Regions from separate parts of the Sus scrofa genome. Here region 2 is linked to region 1. A link is a contact called in public promoter capture Hi-C data. All regions are on one chromosome and are shown on one strand. Each heading gives the region's core, a stretch centred on a gene start, on an enhancer-like site or on the middle of the called end of the contact. The rest is flanking DNA. Distances are from core to core; before and after follow the strand shown.

Region 1 (7,531 bases), core at 1,282-3,781:
GAAGTCTAAGATCTTTATTTTTGCTTCTTTATGTAATATTCCTTTATTTTTCCGCCTCCTTTTAACATTTTTCTGTTTATCATTGTTTTTAAACAGTTTGATTATGATGTGACTTGGCATGCATTTCCATTATGTTTATTTTGCATGGGCTTTTGAGTTTGTTGGGTCTGCGAGTTTATGGTTTTCGTTAATTTAGGAACATTTTGCAATTATTTCCTCAAAAGGCTCTCCTGTCTCTTCTTTCCTTCAGGAGCCCCAATTTCATGTGTATTAGGCTGTTTGAAGTTTTCTCACAACACTAATCCTGTTATTTTTGTTCTAGTCTTTATATCTTTTTCATTTTGCATCATTTCTTTTGCTGTATCTTCAGTTTCATTGGTCTTTTCTGCAGCGTCTTATCAAACACTTTTCAGGCATCTTATTTTTCATCTCTGGAAGTTTAATATAGAGCTTTTAAATTATCTTTCACATCTTTCCTCAATATACTGTATTTTTCTCTACTTGAGCAAAGTATAGTTACAGCAACATTAGAGTGTTGTTATTTATAATTGAATTCAGTCATCTGCCTAATTTCCAGGTTGGTTTTGATTTATTGACTTTATTATAGCTTCTTGGCATGCCCAACAATTTATTGTCAGATGTTGTAAATGTTACCTTGATTGGTGCTAGATATCTTGTACTTTTAAAAAATATCCTTGGGCCCTTTCTTAGACATAGGTGAGTTATTTGAAGAGAATTTGATCTTTTCAATGTTTGCTTTTAGTCTTTGAGACTGGAGTGGCCCTTAGCCTTATGACTGATTTACCCTCCCCCATACTGTATCATAATAGCCCTATAATTACTAGGGCCTCATGATTATAAAGTTTTTCCGCTCTGCCTAGTAATACCAACCCCACCTCTGTTCCTCCCCCTGCACACACACACTCTCCCCCCCACCCTCCCCATACACAGAGTAATTTAATCAATTGCATGTACTGATCAATATCCTGCTAAAGACACAAGTTGAAGCCTTTGCAGATCTCACTCTATGTAACTTTCTCCTCCTTGTTTCTGCCCTATAAACTGTAGTTGCTTTCACTTTGCTGAGTTCTCACTTCTGTCTCAGCTCTGCCTCCTCAAGTCGATAGACTACTCCCTTCTGTCTAAATTCCCCTCCCTGCACTGGAAACCAGGCAGAAAAATTGGGCCAATCATAGCACTAATGTTGTTTCATCTCTCAGAAATTAGTATCATACAATGGCTGTTAATTGTCTGAAAAAACATTTTTTCGTTTTTTCCCATGGAAGTAGGATAAGTCTGGTCACTATTACTCTGTCTTGGCCTGAAAGTGTGGTACTTATCCCAAGCTTTACTTATCCATCAGTAATTTTGTTTTCAGCATTTTCCCTTTTGTTTCATGATAGTTAATCTTTAGTGTTTTAAACTTGTTTTTCTCCTCATTTCTTCAGAGCCCTGCAATCGTCCTTTTCATCTTGTTCTTTTCCTATTTCATTTTTGTGCTCTCCTTTTTGCTTCAAGTGAGCCAATTATAGGGAATTTCCTTTTCTTACTGATTGTTTTATTTCAGATAGGATTTTTCAAATGCCTTTTTTTCCCCCTCTAAGAGGGGTATTCATTTATTTGTATGTTTTGCTAAAGTATGTTTTATTGTTGCCATGACATTTATTTTTATCTTAGTGAAATTTAGTATAAGTGGCCCTGATTCTACCTAGGGTAGAATTGCTACGGTATGTTTGTCTTCTACAATACTTCTTTCCTGTGGTGTCTGATGGTATGTGGAACTCAGCCTAGATTATATTCAGTTCTTATGAGAATACTTTCAATTTGCATTTTGGAGATATTGTTAAATACTTTTAACCTCTCCTGCTTAAGGAGCTGTCTTTTTCTCCTAGAATATACTGCTGGTTAATGTGGAGGTCTGTTAGAGAATGCTAGCTAGCTAGGCCAGTTGTTCACTTACTCTATTTTGCCCAATTCTAATAGAAATTTTTAGTGCTAACACCACCCCAAGTCGGAAGAGGGCAAAGACAAGAATGTGAATTCACTTATTTCCTCCACTGGGGTATCTGAGAAATCTCAGACTTGTATGAATTCATTAGCATGATTTCTGGGGGTTAAAAAACAGGAGTTGAGATCAGCTAATTATGAATATTCCATTTCTTTTTTCAGCTAAACTTTAGTTGCTGCTGCTGATTTTTTTTTTTTTTTTTGGATGAACTAAGTATTTAACTGAGTATTCATTTTGTCTGATATAAAGGGCAAGCAATTTTTGTTTTATTTTGCTCCATCTTTACGCAAAAGTCACTAAGTTTCATGTTTATAGAGAATATATGTGACCCAAATATCTTGCTAATTAACTTCTTCAGTCCTTTCTTTTTTGAGTAGATAGAGTGTAAATTTTTCACTGTATCATTTTAAACCATACTGACTTTTAATGTTCTTTTCTCCAGATACCGTGTTTGTGTGGCAGTGCCCCGTGTTTGCTGTGCCGATGCTGTCCAAGTGGAAACAACTCCACTGTAACTAGGTTGATCTATGCCCTTTTTTTGCTTGTTGGAGTGTGTGTAGCTTGTGTAATGTTGATACCAGGAATGGAAGAACAACTGAATAAGGTTAGTCTTTAAGAAAAAAAAAAAAAGATTAACTGAACCTTAGTGTGTGTGTGTGTATATGTGTGTGTGTATATATATACACACACAAGACTGCTTGTTGTGTATTGTAAACAGGATGCTGTATAAAGTAAAATAACAGTTAATTCCAATTTTAGTAGCTCATAATCCTTTAGAAAAGACGAACAATAAAAGCAGTTTATTAAACTCTGTGATACTAAGAGGAAATAAATAATTCTAACCAGGGAAATATCAGAATCACTGTGGATCTCATGGAAAAATGGACATTGTAAGAATGAGTATAACTTTTGATATGCAGAGATTGAAAAACAGAATGGGAATAAAACCTTTTTGAGTATGCTTTAGGAAGATTTATCTGATAATTAAGACAGAAGGCAAGCAGTTAAAGTGTGGAGGCTGTTGGAATGGTATAATCATGAAGTGCATAGAGGGCCTGCAATAGATTCTCTGAATGTAGAATTGACTGAATCTGGATTTCAACATTGACAGTGGTAGAACAAGGTTCTGATATGGGTAACTGAGAGGAAACTTGGTGTAAACTTAGGATTTTTTTTTTTAGGGTGTTTTATTTTGGAGGGAAAAAAATTTTTTTTTCTAGGAGTCAGTTTGTGAAAGGAGATGGGGAAAATAAAGTTTCTAATACATTGGCTTAGGAGTTCTGCAGTGTATTGAGCAGGAAGTAGAAAATATGGATGTGTAACTCAAATCAGGGATAGAGATGAAATTCAAACTATGATAGCATATGCTGAAGAAGACTATTGGAGTGAGCGGAGCTAGAACTTTGACAAAAGCTCCTAAGGGGGTTGGTGGAGAAAAGGGAACCTCTGAAGGAACTGTAGGGAAAAAAAAGAACCAAATACTTGTTTTGTAGGCCTTAGGAGTAGGGTGTTATAATGTCTTTGGGGTAGCGGGGGGGGAGGTGAAAGAGTGTGAATAGCCTCTAGATTTGACAACCAGTATGTGCCTCGTGTCTTGAAAACGCAGTATTTTTAGAGTGCTGGAGCTAGAAAAAGTGGGAGGAAGTTAGCTAGCTAGCTATCAGAAAATGTAACAAATGGGTATAAACTGCTTATTTGAGGATTTTCTTAATGAAAGGGAGGCTGTTAAAAGAAAGGGTCTTTTAGGATAGGAAGATTTAATCATTTGAATACTGAGGGTAGTTGTAAGGGATCTAACCATGAGGAAGAATGTGATCAAAAGAAGGCTTATAGAAGTTAGCTTTCCTCCAAGAAAGATGAATAACAATAAAATATTTGAGGTTGACAGAGTATTTATGTCAGATGACCTCCATTTTAAGTTATAAATGTCTGCTTGGGGTTGGCTTTGGCATGAGGAAAAATGGTGTAAATTTCAGAAATTAGCTTATTACAGTTGTGAAATTCACATTTTACATGGCCAATGTAGATGTTCAGTTGATGTTATTCAAGTCCTGGGTATAAGCAAAAGATGTGCCAAAAGGTGTTCATATGGTTTTGTCATGGATCCAGTTGACTGCTGGTATGAGTGGTTTAGTTGACAAATGTTTCTAATCCCCAAATATTTCTGCCTCTGCTTTCTGCAGGTCATAGAGACTTGCATTTCTTAGAATACTTGTGATATGTAAGACCATAAGACCATGTCTCCAGTACTGGTCAGTGAGTTATAAGTGATACACGTTGACCTCTACTTGCTGCTGTAGGTTCTTTTTTTTTTCTTTTTTTTTTTCCCCTCTGTCACAACCTGTACATCGTTTGAGATGGTGGCTTCTCTCACAGCCTGCATTCTTTAGTTGACTATTTAGAGTCAACTATGTTTATGCACATGAGCAAGAAATGTAGCCTTCTTAAGCCACTGTATTTGGAGGTTGATACTGTGGCAGCTTTACCTAATACAGGTGATTGAATTGAAATTTGATGATGGAAGTTGGCCAGGTAATGTGCTGCTGTCATTTAAGGGCATTGGATAATTAAGGGTGTTAGTGAATACATGTTACAAGTATGGATAAGTACATATTGCCATAATGTTAAACTGGGTTGGGAAGGTAGGATTGAAGTGAGACCAGGAAAGAGTTTACAGACTGCATAGAAACTAGCAAAAGAAGTAACAATTCCATTAGCTTGAGTATGATATTAGGTTCTTGGTTTTAAAGGTACATGTTACCATTTGTAGCATATTGGTTTGCTTTAATATTTCCTAGAGGCAGTGATATACTCTGATACATGTGAATAGTGAATCTCCTCATTTATTTTACCTAAAAATATTTTTAAATACTTTCTTTTACTCTGATTCCAGTATGGTTTTCTGAAACCATAATCAGTCTTTTTCAAGATTTTAAATTCAAAATACACCAGCCATTATGCTGTTAATCCAGATCCATCCATTATCAGAAATAATGCTTTTAGAATAAGTGCCCAAAATGCAGAATGACTTTAAATAGTGTTGGCTTTGAAAAGCCATCATTGTTCTCTTTAGTATTTAGAAACTGATTTAATTATTTACTCTGTAATTCTTTAAACTTTGATTTTTTTTCTTTTAGACATGTGATTCAGTATATCACAGTGGTATGCAAGTTTTAAAAAACTTAGAATAAGTCTCCAAGTCAAACATCCACTTTAGGATTGGCATTTATTTGTAGTTTATCCAGTACTCACATAAAGTGAAAAAAAAAGTTAAATTTGTCCTATGAAAATGTTCTAGCCTTGATTACGTTTTCAGTGTAAACTGTAAAACGAACTTCAATTTTCTAAACCTTAAACTGTTCAATTACACAGGAATTTTCATTTTTACTTGAAAAAAATCCTAGATCACAAATGTTTGTTTTTGTTTTTCAGATTCCTGGATTTTGTGAGAATGAGAAAGGAGTGGTCCCTTGTAATATTCTGGTTGGCTATAAAGCTGTATACCGTTTGTGCTTTGGATTGGCAATGTTTCATCTTCTCCTGTCTCTACTGATGATCAAAGTAAAGAGCAGCAGTGATCCTAGAGCTGCAGTGCATAATGGGTAGGTTTTTGAATAAACTTCAATATAAAGTCTTGATAGCCTCTTCTCAGTAATTTTGAGTCTGTCTAAAAGTTTAAAGTAAACATGAACAATCTGCAGAATTATTTTGTTCATGAATGAAATGGTAAGAGCATCCTGTTGTCTCTAATAGAGAATGTGTCAGAATTTGGAAATAAAACTATTAAATAGTAGCCTTGAATCATTTATCGGTATAATCTCTAATGCATAATGTTTAATAAATTTGACCCTTGTGAACAACATGGGTTTGGATTGTGCAGGTCCACTTAAAAACATATTTCTTTCAACAGTAAATACTATGGTACTACATAATCCATGATCTGTTGGTTGATTGAATTCATGGATGAGGAACCTCAGATACAGAGGGCTGACTATAAGTTATAAGTGGATTTTCAACTGCATAGAGAGTTAGTGCCCCTAACCCCACCCAGTATTGTTCAGGAGTCAGCTATACTTTCATCCTAAAAAGATTTATCACATTTTGTGAATAATAATAAGGTGCTCATTCCTCCTCCTTTTAGCTTTTCTTAGGCAAGACTCATGACATAAAACTGAACTTAGTTCTTTAAATTTTAGTGCAGCCAAAATGAAAAACTTTATTCCTTTGAAGAAAGGTGATTGATTTTCTGAAGGGTTATACTGGACAACCTAGAAACTTCAGGGTCTCTTTTATCAGTTTCCATTAATATAGAGTACTACTTCTGACACTCAGTTTTGAATGTTTTAAATTTTATTGCTGTTTCTTTCCCCCCATAAATTAAAAAAAAATGAGTATCCTTATATGTTGAGTGCATATCAATTTACAGTTGTAATATATTCTTGGATCCTTTGAACATTATGTCCTTTGTCTCTTGTAACCATCTTTGTTTTAAAATCTACTTTGTCTCATATGAGTATTGCTACTCAGGCTTTCTTTTGATTTCTGTTTCCCTGGAATACCTTCTTCCATTCTCTCACCTTCAATTTGTATGAGCCTCTAGAGCTGAGGTAGAGCTCTTGTAGACAGCATATATATAGGTCTTGTTTTTGTATCCATTCAGCCAGTCTATGTCTTTCAGTTGATGCATTTAGTCCATTTACATTTAAAGTAATTATTGATGTATGTGTTCTTATTGCCATTTTAGTAATCATTTTGGATTTTTGTCTTTTTTTCTTCCCTTGTTCCCTGTTTTTGTGGCTTGATGACTATATTTAGTGTTATGTTTAGATTGCTTTTTCTTACTCATATGTGTACGTGTTGTAGGTTTTTGGTTTGTGGTTATCATGAGGTTTTGATACAGGAGTCTATATATAAATACACAAGATTGTTTTAAGTTGCTGGTCTCATACTTGTAAATGCATCTCCACTATCCTGAATTTGTACCCTCCTCTTCTCTGACGGCTGGTTTCGGTATCATATTTGTGCGTGATTTCTTATTTTTGCTATTTGTTTGCCTTGTCATTTGTAGTATTTTTGTTACTAGTTGTGGCCTTTTTCACCTAGAGAAGTTCCTTCAATATTTGTTGTAAAACTGATTTAGTGGTGCCGAATTCTCTTAGCTTTTGCTTTTCTGACAGCTTTGATTTCACCTTCAAATCTAAGTGAGAGCCCTCTAGGGTAGTGTTCTTGGTTGGAAATTTTTTCTTTCATCACTTAGGTGCCACTACCATTTGGCCTGCAGGGTTTCTGCTGAAAAATCAGCGGACAACCTTATTTGGCTTCTCATGTATGTTACTTTTTACTTTTCTCTAGCTATTTTCAATATTTTCTCATTGTCTTTAATTTCGATCATTTGATTACTATGTGTCTTGAGGTGTTTATCCTTGGGATTGTTCTATATGGTATTTGTTCTGCTGACAGTATTTGAGTGATTTCCTTTCCTGTGTTTGGGAAGTTTTTGGCTGTTACCTCTTCCTCTATTTT
Region 2 (6,641 bases), core at 2,704-5,203, 63 kb after region 1:
CTACTCTGCCACCACATTTATGGCCTTTGTTATTTTCACTTGAGAATACTGTAATAAAGCAATGGTTGTTGGAAACCTCAAAACAATATCATAACAGTAGGAAGTCTAAGGATCTACTGTTCAAATTCATCCAAAACAGCTAGAAAACACTGGACAAATTCTGGTTTTACCCCCTTTCTCTATTTCCTGATTTGCCTCTGCTGATTTGAGACAGACAGGGAAGCTGAGATTGCCATAGGACCCCAAAAGATGGAACAGACAGGTATGAGGTCCTTAGTGGAAATCACTTCTTGGTTTTGTGAAGCAACCTGAAGAACTGGGACAAAGATAGTAACAATGGCAAAACAAAGACTTTCCTTTTTTCATATTGCTTGATTTCAATATACACTAATTATCATATACCAGTAATGGTAAAGTCTGTTCCTCACTATCAATGGTGAGAACTTCCATTCAACTTCCACAACCTCTTGTCCCTGAATATCAAGTTTCCCCAGTTGCTTCCAAGCTAAACCTGTGCCCTCTGTTTAGGACTCTGTTACATTTAAAACAGGTTCAGGTAGTCTGACAGTACTCTGTCCTTGATTCTGATAATAGACTGCCTACCAGAGTCAAAATAGCTATACAAAATTTTGAAGTAATAGGGCATGTAAAAACAAAAAGAAAAGAAAAAGAAACATCAATGGTGGAAATTTAAGGGATGTACAATAGGTTTAAAATCTCTCAATATAAAGAGATTTTTATTATTTAAGTCTGTAACAGGGAGTTCCCTTTGTGGCAAAGTGGAAACGAATCCATAGTATCCATGAGGATGCGGGTTCCATCCCTGGCCTTGCTCAGTGGATTTGCCATGAGCTGTGGTGCAGGTCACAGACGTGGCCTGGATCCTGTGTTGCTGTGGCACAGGCCGGCAGCTGTAGCTCTGACATTCGACCCCTAGCCTGGGAATTTCCATATGCCGCGGGTGCAGCCCTAAAAACACACCCACACATACACAAAAGTCCATAACAGTATAATTTTGATTGTTCAGAAGATTATAATTCTGTAATCAATGATGTGGATAGGGGTACTGTTTCATTTTTGTCCTATTACAAATATAATTCTTCAGGAATATTAAACTAAGCTTTTCAAATTGCAGTTGGTAAGACTTTTCTCCCCTTTCCTTATATTAAAGCTAGAGAAATAAATTATTTTTCATAAGTGAAAATAATTGCATAAAAGACTGCCTGGTTTCCAAAACATCTGCTACTTCTTAAAGGTCTTAATATGATTTTCACTCAGATAGTATAAATGCTAAATTACCTCAACAGAAGTCCAGCAAAACAAGTATGAAAGAAACCAGAAACAACCGTAAGTAGCATCTTAAAAGAGATGAGAGTAAATTATTTTGGTTTTTCCATCTAACATCATTGTTCAACTAAAGTTTTACCTTTCATTGTTAACCCTGTTTTTGGAAAAATCTGTGGGAGAGTAAAACAGTTTCCCTACACAACTAAGCTTAGCCCTAGACAAAATTAATCCAGAATTGTCCACTGACTTGTGGAGGGGAAACATTTTGGTATAAAACTAAATACTGTGATAACCTGTATTAAGTGTACTGCTATTGGTGGAAAAATAATTTGAGAGGTCAGAAATCTATGTTAGAGTCCCATCTCCAATAATGGACAGCTTTGTAATTATAGATAAATAATCTAACCTGTCTAAGCCTCAAATCCTCATCCACATAAGGCTAAGACCAAACCAGATGATCTTGGAGATTTTCAAGCCTAATTCTAACTTTATCATTCCTCATTTCCATTACTTATTCCAAGAATTTCACTGCTTCATCAAACATTTATTAAGTACCTACTGGGTCCCTTGGCACAAATACATTCCCTGCCTTCATTGAATTTATACTTTAATTGTCCTATTATGTTTTACAAAATAAATAGCTAAAACATAAGTTTAGACTTAAAAAATGGGAAAAGTAAGAGTGATTTTAAGTGGCTTATTTCAGTTAGAATTCATAAAGTGATGCACTTATGGATTAGTATGAAACTCTCCACATTTGATATTGCCCATTAAAGAAGAATATTTTAAAATATTTTGGCTATCAGATCTTATTAGACCTGCCACTGACAAAATATCCCTTAATTAAAACCAATTACAAATATATTTAGGGACCATTCCTAGGCAATAAAAACAAGATAGGTATGATAAAAGTCAGCTTGGGAGTGGGGAGACTCTTAGTCCAAACCCTAACTCTGCTGAGTAATAGCAATCTGTGCTGATCCATTCTTGTCAACTTTTAATCCTTATGACTGATGAAGAGCATGAGACATTTTTTATTTTTAAGTGTATACTGGTGACTGGATTCCTTATTTTCACCATTCTTAGTACAACTTTACAGAACTCATCGAATGTTTAACAAACAACATTCAATCGATGATACTGACCTTCAAGAAAACTGAGTCCTAGAGGGAGATAAAGAAAATTAAAAACTGACAGCAATATAAGGCAGAATATGCTGTTATAGTAGTCAAAACTTCACATACTCAATATAGTGCTCCCTATTACCATAAAAGTTAAGTAATAAAACTTAAGGTTCCTATAATAGGAAAGGAACCGAAAAGAAAGGGAGAAGAAAAGGAAACATTTACTCAGCACTTAACAGGTGCTAGGCATTGTGCAGGTAGTTTTCACTTTTTTCCAGACCTCTAAACAAGATAACATCCCAAACAGATGATCTACAGTAAGAAAACTCCGCTCCCCTTCACAAAATGATTCCAAGAGCTTAAGAGTGTATTCTAACGTAAGCGCAGTTTATGTAATAATCACTCTAATTAGAATCTTAGCATTTGGAACTAAAGGGGGTCTTGGATCACCTAAGCAACCCGTTCATCTTACGGAGGATGACACTTGGGCCAGACAAGACAGGGATCTTGATTAAGGTCATCCTTGTTTTGTGGCACAATTAGGATCTAACCAATGATCACGGCATCTATACACCACACTGCTGGCAACCGTCCGGTGAAATTTAGCTCTTCACTCTGTTACTGAACACCTGTCTGTGGACACTTTTATTAAAATAATCCTAAAAATGCGCTTATATCAATGGCTCGGGATCTCCCGTGAATAATGTACCATTTTCTATATAATATTTTTAAACCTCCTGATAAGCAGGAACCTGCGTTTACACAATTGCCTCCTTCTCTGACTGCTGTCCTAAAGAGCCGATGCGCGAGGCGCGCTGAGTGTCTGTTTTGGGGGCAAGAATCAGGTCGCGGTGGTAACGACCGCCTCAGAAAAACCCCGCGGTGAAGATCTCGGGCAGAGCTGCCGGTGCCCTCATTGAGCTACAGCCCGCGAGCCGGGCGGGAGGACGGAGGATGAGTGTGCAGTAACGTGGCCCCCGCGTCTCATCGGCCGCCCGCGTTCAGCAGGCCGGGTTCCGAACGCCGCCTGGCCGGACCGTTACGGGGTCTCCCGGGCAGCGGCGCCCCGCGCGGGCCGCCCCTCCCCCACCGCGGCCTGAGCCAGCGGCGCCGGTCCGGACCCCGGCGGCTACCCGAGCGAACAATACCGGGGTCCCCCGCGAGGCCGCACGCCGAGGCCCGCGCCACCCCGCCATCCCCCGCGCCGCGGGCCTCGCAGAGGGAGTCGAGCCGCAGGCCGCGAGAGACAACCCCGCTGGAGCGAGCGAGAGAGGAGGTTAGTCAGGGGGTTCGGAGGCCGCCGTGCCCTCACCCTTACCTGACTCCAGGTGATGAACTCGTTGGTGTGGGTTTCCTCCACAAGCGTCCACAGCTTGCTGAGGAAAGCTGGCACGTTCGAACTCTGCTTCATTGTTAACGAGGAGCAGGGATTCCAAATTCTACACCCGAACGCGGCGGTAGCGACGGCGTCGGCGGCGGCGGCGGTGGCGGCGGCGGCAGCTGCTCCCCGAGAACGCCCACAACGCAGGCGCAGCAGCTCCCGGGCCCCGCCCCCCCGGCCCCGCCAGGCGTGCAGTGAGGCGGGGTGGCCGGGCGGCCGCACGTGATGGACAAGTCTCCCCGCTCGGCCTGTGCGCACTGGTCCCGCGCCGGTTCCGTTCGCAGCCAATCCCAGGCGCTGAACTCACGACAAAGAAAAGTGATTGGATACTGCAGACGTGGAGGGGTGGGATTAAAAGGGGGGCGCTGCCTTTTCATTCGCCTTTTATACAGAAGCTCTCGCTGTAGCTGACCTTAGGGGCAGGGGAGTGTGTTTGGTTGTTTCACGTGGAAGCGGCTTTGGGTGCTTGGGTTTTGGCTGGAAGGCTACAAAAAGTCCTCAGGGGCCTTTGAGTCATAAGTTTGGTAGGCAAAGTGTGGTTGCCTCGGTCAGGCAGGGGGAAGGAGAGTAATAATTCACATGCGGGAAAAACAGCTTTTAAGCGTGATTTGCTAGGCCCGAAGTTGAAACGGTCTTGAAAATAATGAACCTTGTCTTTTAATTTTCATTGGGAAAAAATTGTTCCTTTAGAATGCGTTTATCAAAAAGAGGAATTTAATAACTCACTCTTTACTGAACACATACTACAGTGAATCAAGAATTGTAATAGGCACCTTGCATGCTGTTTAATTTGACAGACACAGAATGCTCACTATGTGGTCAGCATAAAAAGAAAGCGTCTCAATCAAAATAACTGTTCCGTTAGATAATTTACAGGTATATTCTTAAAATAATTGTCCTTTTTGTGTTATGTCCTTTACAGATTTGGTATAGTGGAGAAAATATTACAGAAGGAGTCAGCATATCTGATTTAGGAAACATTAATGGATATTAGATTTTACTGGTAGTATGTAATTTAGAGAAATCCCTTAATCTGTCTGTGCCAATATTTACCATCTCTTTATTAGGAGTAAAACTCTTTCACCCCTGTGAGATAACATTAATAATATAGTAGGTGTGAAAATACTTTGAATATATAAAGAATTGTACAAAAAAATTGTACAAAATAAATGTACAGAAATTTTTTTTTTGCAAAAGTCAGAATGTAAGTATAAGAGTTTACAAACTGAGTTTCCATCGCAGGGCAGTGGGCAAAGAGTATGACTGCTTCTGCTCCGGTCACTGCCAGCTTGGATTCAATTCCTGGCCTGGGAATTTCCATATACCATGGGTGTGGCCTTAAAAAAAAGAATTTACTAACAAGTTAGAGGTAACAATTACAGTTTATATGAAATTCAACATAGAATAGATTTATTTCCTAGGTACGTCTAATACAATAAAAAATAAAATACACACGATTTCCAAAGAGCTAATATTGAATACTAACTTTGTGTTCATCAATGATATGTTTGCTGAAATAAAATCAAATGTATGGAGGGAGACATTCCACAAATCAATTAATATTTGTTGAGCATTTATATATGCCCAGGGATTTACATATATAATTTAATCCTCCTAACAACCCAGTGCAGTAGGTCTTACTTCATTTTCCCAATGAAAATTCTGAGACTCAAAGTGAATTTACCTATATTATAGGTAGTAAACAAGAGGGAGTGTTTACAGCCAGGCTTTATTGAGTTCAAAAGCCCATCCTCTTTTCATTGTATGATGATGACACTGCATCGTCAAAAGCCCATCTCTACTTCAGATGTTCATACTCTGACTTAAGAAACAAGAGGAACACAATGACCAGCAGTTACTAATATTTTTAAAAAGATCTAAATTTATATCATAAAACAAGTACTGAAAAGTTTAGAAAGACAAGAGTTAAATGAGTTAAGGTAGTAAGGCAAGACTTAGAAGATGGATAACTTAAGTTGGGTCTTGAAGTAAAAATGCATTTCAATAGCTAAAAACTATCCCATAACACTGAGCAAAGATGGGAAAATTAATAAGCACAATCTATTTGACTGACAGCACAGGAGATCATGTCTGAGGAGGAAATGTGGCCTACTTTCATGGCATCGTATTACTTCTATCTGAAAACAAAACTAAGTGGTGTGGTTTGGTACAAGCAAAAACTCCTCTTTGGGCATTCATCCTGTGCAGTTGTAGGCCTATACTTAATAGGGGCCCCATACTTGGTTTAATGCTCTGCACATCACCATCTTGAAATTCTTAATTTTTGTACAAAGGACCCTGCATTTTCACTTTGCATTGGGTCCCTCAAATGATATAGCTGATCTGCTTCCAATATATTACACATATAGATCAGTGGCTCTCAAACTTTATCCTGTATCCAAATCACTTGGAGGCAGGAGACTATCAATGTAACAAATGAGCAGGTATTAGTTATAATACTCATCAGGTCAGCCACAGGGTTAAGTTATTAAGCAGCTAATATGATGATAACACCAGGAAATAGGTGGTGCGTCTAAAATCAAATGGCTGTGTTTGGAATGGAAACCATGCCTTTTGCAGTCTGAAACATATGCTTTTTTTTCCTTTTTTACCAATGTGCCTCAAGTTTTAGCCTATATCAGAATCATCTGGAGAGCTTCTGAAAAACAAACTGCTGCTTCTTTTCCCCATCCCCTGCTCCACTCAGTAGATCTGGGGTTCAGGCCAAGATTTTGTATTTCTGAAAGGTTCCCAGGTAACACAGATGCTGCTGGCCCTGGGTCCAGAATTTGAGAACCACAATTGTAAAAGAAAAATTAGTAATCTGACATTCCCTTCCTCCTTCAAGG

Evidence for each region. Promoter capture Hi-C pulls out the DNA fragments that hold promoters and counts their contacts.
Region 2: a promoter capture Hi-C map of liver shows a contact between it and region 1, with 2.4 times the contacts expected there. The contact joins the promoter of HSF2 here to the enhancer-like site in region 1. A contact is called at or near these places in 1 of 5 promoter capture datasets (liver) and 6 of 47 Hi-C or Micro-C datasets (blood, epiblast stem cells, liver and 3 more).

Annotation. Positions count from the first base shown.
Region 1 is chr1:40,114,295-40,121,825 of Sscrofa11.1, forward strand. SERINC1 (serine incorporator 1) reads left to right here. Exons shown (of 10, transcript XM_013992615.2): 2 at 2,451-2,612; 3 at 5,441-5,610. Among named protein-coding and RNA genes, the nearest start is that of SERINC1, 19 kb to the left of the region's middle. Within about 2 kb of position 2,532, at least 3 of the 83 cell types and tissues checked have an H3K27ac peak or open chromatin away from gene starts, as enhancers often do. A contact at or near this core is called in liver, where this site is marked.
Region 2 is chr1:40,176,355-40,182,995 of Sscrofa11.1, forward strand. It overlaps HSF2 (heat shock factor protein 2), which reads right to left and starts at 3,954. Exons shown (of 13, transcript XM_005659227.3): 1 at 3,730-3,954. The coding sequence starts at 3,822.